Regions from separate parts of the Columba livia genome. Here region 1 is linked to region 2. A link is a contact called in public Hi-C data. All regions are on one chromosome and are shown on one strand. The core of a region is the stretch at or near the end of the contact, and the rest is flanking DNA. Distances in the headings are between cores, read along the strand shown. Region 1 overlaps CLINT1 (clathrin interactor 1). Region 2 overlaps LOC110359432 (a long non-coding RNA gene).

Region 1 (4,657 bases), core at 1,758-4,257, 45 kb before region 2:
GTTCCAGTGTTCTGTCACCCTTACTGAGAAGTTTCTTCTCAAATTTAAGTGGAACCTCCTGTGTTCCAGTTTGAACCCATGACCCCTTGTCCTATCACTGGTTGTCACCGAGAAGAGCCTGGCTCCATCCTCCTGACACTCATCCTTTATATATCTGTAATTATTACTGAGGTCACCCCTCAGTCTCCTCCAGCTCCAGAGCCCCAGCTCCCTCAGCCTTTCCTTACACGGGAGATGCTCCACTCCCTTCAGCATCTTTGTTGCCCTGCGCTGGACTCTCTCCAGCAGTTCCCTGTCCTGCTGGAACTGAGGGGCCACAACTGGACACAATATTCCAGGTGTGGTCTCCCCAGGGCAGAGCAGAGGGGCAGGAGAACCTCTCTGACCTACTGACCACCCCCTTCTAACCCACCCCAGGTACCATTGGCCTTCCTGGCCACAAGGGCCCAGTGCTGGCTCATGGTCACCCTGCTGTCCCCCAGGACCCCTGGGCCCCTTTCCCCTACGCTGCTCTCTAATAGGTCATTCCCCAACTTATACTGGAACCTGGGGTTGTTCCTGCCCAGATGCAAGACTCTCCACTTGCCTTTGTTATATTTCATTAAATTTTACCCTGCCCAACTCTCCGCCCTGTCCAGGTCTCACACTTTTCTTTTTCTTCATCACTGAGCCAAATTATCACTTACTTGGCAATCTCTCCCATGAGTTGCCCCGAAGGTCCCCATGGATCATCATTGGTTGCTTCTCGAACCTTAGACTCGATTTCTGAATAATTCATAACCACATTGGTGCTGCAAAGGAAAAAATTAACACACATGAAGATTAGCATCAAAAGTGAGAAACACATGAAAACTTAATAATGACACTCGTGTGTATCTCACTTAATGAGATACCTCTACAGGATGGGAAAGAAAACATCTTTAGTGCTGAAGTTACCCTGAGGACACCATATAACACATTTAAGCTATCTTTAAGAAGGCTTTACTATTCTATTAGTCTGCAAGAATACAGGTGAGAAAGCCGGGATTACATTACAGCTGGATTCAATCCAGTAAAAATGGCTTTGGGTCAAATTAAAATCCAAACCGAAGCACTAGATTCAAAGCTGCAAGCTTCCCCAACCAGATGGGGTTTGCTTACAGCTTTGTACGGTGTATGGTGATTTGCAAGAGGCTTTATAACTCAATCAGCAGCAGATTCCACCCCCCCAATGATGAGTGCTACAAGAGAAACTCAAGAATATCAGTACCAAACACGAGTTTGTAAAAAAATAAATGAAAAGAAGAAAAACCTCACAAACAAGGGTGAGGTAAGGGAGATATGACTCACTGGAAAGTCTGTTTCCTAGCTCGAATTTATTTAATTGAGGGAAAACAGCACACAAGAAAAGCTGCAGAGCACTCTGGATTATGACTAAAGCAATGCAAATATACTGTAAGGAGCTCAGGCTGTCTCTACGAGAGTTCAGAGAGAAATGTAACTTGGAAAAAGAGGCAGTTTTTCCATATCAGTTATATTAAAATAGTCAATGTGTGTGTTTTGTTCGTTTGTTTCAAATGAATCTCTCAGACTGGTAACCTTTAAGTCCAGCAACCTCCTTTGTGCCCCTAAAAGCATCCAGATACGTTCGATAACACAGTGATTTTCCTTATATTTTAAGGTGAGCAAGCAGGCTCAAAACATAATTCATACAAGGAATGCTTGAGAAACAGTTCTCTAGCTATGGAGCAATATAGCATAGAATAATAACAAAAACATCAGTCGAAGGAAACCTAGTGGCCTCTGCTTTCCCCACCTACTTTGCAGTGTATTTGAAATAACGTGTTTACAGCTGCTGTATCTAAAGTTTGACAGTTTGCTTAATCATACAACAGGTTTCAGAAGCCAAAAAAACCCTCTAAATGACTGGGTTCAAAACAAACCATCCCACAAAGTTCAATTAACTAAACTGTAGGAAAGTTCTACTACAATGTGGAGAAGGCATTTGCTGCTTAAAAACCTCTTCTGAACCTGAAAGGACTAGAAGAAAAAATCATAATGCTGAATAGTCATCCCACTGTCCACGCAGGAGCCGGCACAGAGCTGCACTCGAGCTATATCCCTTCAATTTTATTCGGCATAAGGACAGCAAAGGTCTTGGAACTTGGAGTTATGAACAGCAGAAACAAGAATGAGATCCCTTTAAGTCCAAAGGAGGACACAGAAGGTAATTGTTAAAACAGAATAAAATTCCTGGACTCAATCTTGGATTCTCACCGTGAGAATTCCTGCTGTCGGATTCTGATGTATTGGTTTTATTCAACTTTGTGTCTAAAGAGAATATAAGCTACATGACTGAATAAATGATCAGCAAGCTAACAGAACCCATGTATACATATAAAAAAAAGCATGTAGGAACACAGCAGTAATTACAAACAACAGCAATGAAGGTTTTATAAATTCATTCATGCCAACTGCACCTCCAGCTTCTGTTTCTGCCATTTTCTTTACCATACGTGCAAATGCAAACTAATCCCATCTTTACCTGCCATATGCATGGAACATTAAAAAAGAAGAGAAAAGAAAACAACCCCAAACACACAAGCCCAAAGCTCCAGGCTCAAGTGCTTTGCAGCTTTCAGCACAGTGGTGCCTTGTCCGGATCCAAAGGTTGGTTGTTGTTATAACCCCTCTTGAAGAGCTTGTGGGAGACGTGATGGGGAGTTGGGGGGAAGCATAAAACGAAGCATTTCCTCCATTTCTTCGAGCAAAGAATTTAAGACTGGAAAAGGCATGAAAAGATGCAAGCTTACTGTAAAAAAAAAATCTATATCTATCTAGCAGCAGCATTAGCTATGGAAGAACTCAAAGCACATGGCTCAAGTAGCATCAGGGTCGAAAGAGGGAAATGGAAGGGAAACAAGGGAAATTAAGTAATGCCCAAAGAAAGAAGAAAGTGCCATCAAACCCTGACAAGTAGAGAGACACACTCTGTTTCTAAAACTATCCTGCATAAAGTTATTGTTCTCAGCAACCAGGAGAAAGCTCTTTTGTAAATGCCAAGATGAGATGTAATGGCATAAAGCGTTCCAAAACAAAGTATCTCTAAGCCGCATTTAATTCGGCAACAAATGTAAACTCCAAGGGAAAAAAAAAAAAAGAACTGTTGTATAGTTTGGCATCGTTCCAGGTCACTTAAAAATAACCATTTCTAAAAAGGTGGAAATGCAGTTTTATTCTTCCTTTCCCATGTTTTCTATGGCCCTCATTCCCTGCCCTACCCATGATTCCTGGGACCTTTGCAACAAAAAAATCATTTACGTCCAGATGTGAAGGGAAAAAGTGACGAGCGTGATTGCCAAGACTTCCTGCGATTGATAGAAATTTAATATCCGAGGATCCCGTCAGACACCAGAGGGGGCTCTCTGATCGGTTTATACTGGGCGGCTTCCAGGGAATGGTGCCGGATGGCAGGGACACGTTCTGCTTTGTGAGCAAACGGACGCGCAGCGGGCAGGACGGACAGACAGCGTTTAACACACACTATTATCTGTGAGACTACATTTGGATTTACCCCAAATCACTAACTGAAACCCTGCACAAGGGGAATCTTGTGACAAATTGTCATAAATATGTACATAAATATATGTACGTTTACAGAAACTTTTGACATGGACAAAAACATTAAACACAAGAAGTGTATTTTAAAAGTTACATTCAAAATAAAAGGGTTGATATTAATCTCACAAACTTTTGCATGATTTTCTGTTTGTGTCCCACATTTAAGTCTATTAAATCATAGACCAGTGCCAACAGATGATTTTTACTTTTCATTGTACCCCTTATAAATTATTTCAGTATTGTTTCTTTTAAACAAAAGCAAAGCTGTTCAGAAAAGCCAAGAGAGGGCACTGTCACATCTCTGAAACAGTCGGCACGGTGACAGCCAGCAAAATGTTAGCTTGTAATTTATTACAAGGGAACACGCAACTTTAAATGTTTGCATCTACAATTTATAGCAACACTGAATAGGTAGCTCAAGTCTGAGACTAAATTCTTCCACATGAATAAATGGATAGAGTGAAAAGCCAGTGGGTAATGGTTATAAATATCTGATCATCTCCGAGCGCATCAGACAATAGGACACGCTTCCTCTTTAAAAAACAAAGAGGAAAAAAGATAAATATAGTTAAAAGTTTTACAGGCACTCCATAAATCATATTTTAACATATTTGGACATTGAATAGATGTACCACAGATGAGACACCCCCACAATACTGCTTTGGCCACAACTCTGTCTGCATTTTTCAAAGAAAAGTCTTTCTAAGGATTCAATTGATTGCAAATTGTTTCAAATGTTGTTCTAAGTTATGTTTTGAGATTTGTAAATTGAGAGAAAGCTGTCATCCAGGTGTCGTACCCTATAGCGTGCTAAAAACCCCAGAAAACAAGAAGTGGATGAGGAGAAGGATGTGAGGGATGAGAGGAAGCATTGCATGTACCTTTAATGCATAACTTGAGATAGAAATAATGTCTCGGTGGTGTTGCGGCCAGCAAACGGGCCAGCAAGAGGGGACAAGAAGTTCTGTACCTATTCATACAAAACCAAGGGGATCCGAGAAGCTCCCAAGGTCCAGCCCAAATAGGCTCAGCCCAAATGTTAACCCAGTATCTGCCA
Region 2 (4,379 bases), core at 1,274-3,773:
TTCAACTTTGCAGAAACTAATGGCTCTTCTCTTTTTGTAGCGTTAGTTTTCTGCCGCCTCAGGGAGCTGAACCGGGTCATGCAGGAGGGGGCCCAAAGAGCACATTTTCCTGTGCCAAAAAAGAAATGTAACATGCACAAGTGTTCAGTATCTACTAGGACAGACCTTGAGAAAGGGTATGAGACCACGCATGAGAAATATGTCTGACTCAAGTCAGGACTTCTGCTGTTTTGGTTACCCAGTACGTTTGCAACCACACTTTATTTGCTTTTTTGTTTAAACACCTATCTTTCTGGTCTGGGACACTTGCGCTCCCTGGTCTGGTAGCTGACAGTGCGTTTCCTTCTGCTGGGACTCATCACAGACTCCCCCGGGTTGCCAGTGCAGAGAGGGCAGGGTTGCTAGAGGCACTTTCGCACCTACTAATGGAAGAGTCATCAAAACTGCTGGTCACTGGGAGAAATTATTTTCTCTTGGAAGTGCGAAGAGTTTATCATGGTGGGTGCTTTCTGTCATGAAATGCAGCCCATGAGAAGAGAGTGCTGCAGGGGAGGGGTTGTCTTTTTTTTAGGAGTGTGCTCACCTTCTAAGCACTATATCTCTGTTTCTATATCTCTGTTTCTGTTTTACAAGAGTATGCAAAAGATGACAAGTAGCTTTTGCAAGAACTGCAGCTGTTTACTACAGGTTTTGTAGAGGAAAGTAATACAACCTCCCTGTTTCCCCTCCAAAGACTGTGAGACTGTTGCAGCAAAAGAATAAGACCCTTGCTGAAAAAGAAAAACTCACTCCCTTGCATGCGACTAACAGGCAGGACTTGGGTAAAGAGCTAATACCCATCAACACATTTTTGATGTCACTGTGCTGTTCCCCTCTATTTGAGCTGACAGCTGATGCCAGGACTTGGCTGCATCTCCCCGTCATTGAGAGGAGTTTGGATGTCAGATGCAGGGAGATGGAGCGAGCTTGGGCAGCCAGCCGTGAGCAGAGCGAGGCAGTGAAGAATGACTCTTTGCTCCAGGGTGAGAGGTGCCATTGCTAGTCTGACCTTTTGAATACAAAGCATTTGTCAGAAATCCAGAGAAAAGCGAGCCTAACCAGTCAGGGTGGCTCTGCCTTTCTTTTAAATAGAAGCTCATGTATTCAAGCAGACACACCTACCCTCAGGCCTGACCCAGACATTTTAGGCAAGTATCTTTGACGAAAATGGGGGCCCCATGTTCCCTCCTGTTCGCAGGAGAAACAAACCTTGTGTGAGCTCTTCACTCATTCCAGCTGGGAGCCCAGTAACTCCCAGTCCAGCCAGGGGAAGTTATTAAAGGCTAACGTGATATGAAAGGCACCATGAGATGGGTTCAAGCAGCTCTAGTGAGAACTGTGCAAATCATTCTTGTGGGTCATTCTTTGGATATCCTGTCCTGCACCCTGAAGCTTCAGTGCCCAGGGTCTGACACCCAGACAGCCTTTCTTCACAGGGTGTCTCCCAGCACCTCTCTGACCCCCTGCGCCCCCACTCTCCAGTTCAGATCTCCCAAAGTCCCAAGCCTTGAGCTCTGGGCTCACATGGCTGAATCCCCGGTCGTGCTCTCCCACAGTCAGGTCAGTGCATCACTGTCTCATTGTCATGTCGGTTCTCAGTCTCACACCTTGGTGGCCATGGCAGGAAGCTGAGGATGTGAACGGCAGGTCAGGGTCAGGAAAGGGAGGTGAAGTTCATGCACACTGAAATCCCTGTCGGGTACTTTTCTGCACCACAGCTGAGAGCTCTGACCATCTGGAGATCTGATACACAGCATGTATTTTCCCATGTGTGACAGGTTGCAGACTGCTCTGGATGGCAGAGTCAGGAGGATGAGCCATCCTTACACTCTACCATGCCAAGTATGCTTGTTCCAGGAGCTTTCTTTCCCTCCTCATTTAAATCTGCTTTAAACTGCTGCAGAGCTGCACCTTCAGTAACCTCCCAGGGACCCTTGGAAACATTTGCAGGTTGCACACCACAAAGTAATACATCGGCACATTCCAGTCTCACTTTTAACTCGGCTTTCCTCCGCTAAGCCACTCAAGCACGCAAATCTCCTCTGCAGATTAAGGCAGGCAGGACACCAACCGGGAACGGCCCCCTCCTGTTTCCTGCACCTTTTTTCACCAGCATGCAGAGCTGTTTGCCTTCCAGGCTGACCCTGAAGGCCACACAGAGCTGCCTGTAACTGGGGTGGTGATGAAGAATAGCAGTTGTTTCACAAGACATGCTGAACAGGGAGCTGGGACTTGTCTGGTCGCTCCATGCTCGGCGCTGACATCTAGTGGAACAATTGCACTAAAGCATTTAAGAAGCTGAGCAGAAAAGATGAGGGTTTGTTTCACTGCAAGGCTCAGCGAAGCAATCATTTCCTCTGTGTGCTGGTTCATTTTATTGCACTTAATACTGCCAAAGAATTTGCTGTGGGAGAAAGGAGGAGGCCCCAACATGAACAAAGGGCAAACCGTTTGGGTAGTTGTTTTTTCCTTTTCTTCCAAATATGAACTTCTTTTTGCTGCCAGGTGAATGGTCTTCTAGCTGCAGCAAGGACAAACATCAGTTTCACAGTTACTTCTTGATTAACACCATTAAATGAAAACCAACTGTGACACGATCCCAGGAGACCACAGGGTGAAACTGTCAGAGAGCTCATAATAAAGCCTGTGAAAAATGCAAAATTGCTATGGGCTAAATTTTCCACCCGGCTTCTCAGAACACAGCTGTGCCACTTGTAAGTACAACTGTTTGCACATGCAACCCGTGCTCTGTTTTCACAGGTGAGAAAGGAGCTCTCAGTGCACGGAAACTTTTCTGTATATAAAGCAGATTTTTCAACTGCTGGGCTGGAATTGATGCACGTAATTGTCTTTCATAAGGAAATGCATAAATACCTCATCTCAGCTGAGAGGACAAACATGTGGGTTTGTGCTCTTAGGAAGCTGCTGAATGTTTGCGATGCCCTTTGTGTAGGAGCTGAAAGCATTACGATGACAGTGACGACAAAGATGACCCGCTGTTGTCAAGGTACAACAGGAATCTTTATTCGTAGCATTTAGAGACTGTGTGTTTGTGGTGCTTGATCACCAGCACAGACAAATTGAGTTTGCCGTGGCCAGACGGCCCTGCGAGGGGTCGGGTCTGAGGGGTTCATGCATGTTGAGACATAGGCTGGCAGTGGCCCCCCCACATGCAAGTCACATCTTTAGAAAGGCCAAAACTCATTCTTTTAGTTCCTGCCTGGGGACAGGGGCTTCCAACAGGGGCACAGAGCAAGGGGCAGGAGTGCCTTAAGCCGCCCCAGAAGCTTCCAGTCCAGGGCTGGAGTGTTCCGCAGAGACACACTTCAAAGCCCGTGGTCAAGCCACCGACTAACTGTGGTGACAAGTTACTGCCTATCAGCCAACTCTGCTTGTGAGGCACATCTTACTTCATCACTGATGCCAACGGAGTTGATTACTGTGGCTGTGCTGATCGCTGGCAACTTACTGAACTGCTTTCGGCTGTGTCTAGACCCTATGAGTCTGATCTGAGACAGCTGAAGTGCAAATTGAGCCAAAGCTTTTGTAGTCTTTGAGGCTGACACTTGATTCTCCATTAAACAGGGCAGTGACATTCAGTGCCAGGGGACATGTGGAGTGTTCATTGTGCGGGGGGGGGGGGCAGTGTCAGAGAGCTCCTGCAGAACGGTGGCATCTCTGCTGCTAATGTGTTGGGCAGTGCTGCTGTCTCAGGGCCGCAGCTTCTCCGTGCGGGTTTATTTAGGATTTGCACAGTTTGATCACTGCACAAGTCTTAAACAAGGAATTAATTGAGATTTTAATAAATGGTCACTGCATGCTAATTGAATACCCACTTGATTATTTAAAAATATTATGTGAAGTTTGTGTAATTGGTTACATCGGTATTAAATTAGCATATAAAATCTCCTGCAACTCTCGTATGATTTAATGAGGCTGTTATCGTGTGTGAATAAAACGGTGATTGATGAGTGGAAACCTCTTTTCCGAGCACGGAGATTCTTTAATAAGGTCAGGAATATTTCTGACACGTACTGAGTTACTCATGTTATGCAGGTCACTTTTTTGACGACAGAGTGACCCATGTGTATAATGAGGACTTTGGGACTGAAGTGGATTCCTAACTAACCCAGCATGTGACTGGATTTGGACCTGCAGTCGCACAGCAGCTCGTGCAAAAAGAGAGGTCACTGCTCTGTCCTCGCAGAACTCCTCTCTTTTTATTTGTCAAGCACTGAAATGGACTGAGCTGTAATTCAGGGCACAAAAGAATAGAAAATATAAAAGGCAAATCGGGAATCTGGAGAAGGAGGATGTGAAGCTCCTCCTCACATTAATCC

Evidence for each region. Hi-C and Micro-C count contacts between places; a contact is called where the count stands out from the background.
Region 1: a Hi-C map of crop shows a contact between it and region 2, with 3 times the contacts expected there. The contact joins two enhancer-like sites. A contact is called at or near these places in 2 of 2 Hi-C or Micro-C datasets (crop and liver).

The regions. Positions count from the first base shown.
Region 1 is chr14:5,007,876-5,012,532 of bColLiv1.pat.W.v2, reverse strand. CLINT1 (clathrin interactor 1) reads right to left here. Exons shown (of 12, transcript XM_065029677.1): 2 at 687-791. Among named protein-coding and RNA genes, the nearest start is that of CLINT1, 23 kb to the right of the region's middle. Within about 2 kb of position 3,007, at least 1 of the 3 cell types and tissues checked has an H3K27ac peak away from gene starts, as active enhancers do.
Region 2 is chr14:4,962,690-4,967,068 of bColLiv1.pat.W.v2, reverse strand. All of the region lies in intron 2 of LOC110359432 (a long non-coding RNA gene), which reads left to right. Among named protein-coding and RNA genes, the nearest start is that of CLINT1, 22 kb to the left of the region's middle. Within about 2 kb of position 2,523, at least 2 of the 3 cell types and tissues checked have an H3K27ac peak away from gene starts, as active enhancers do.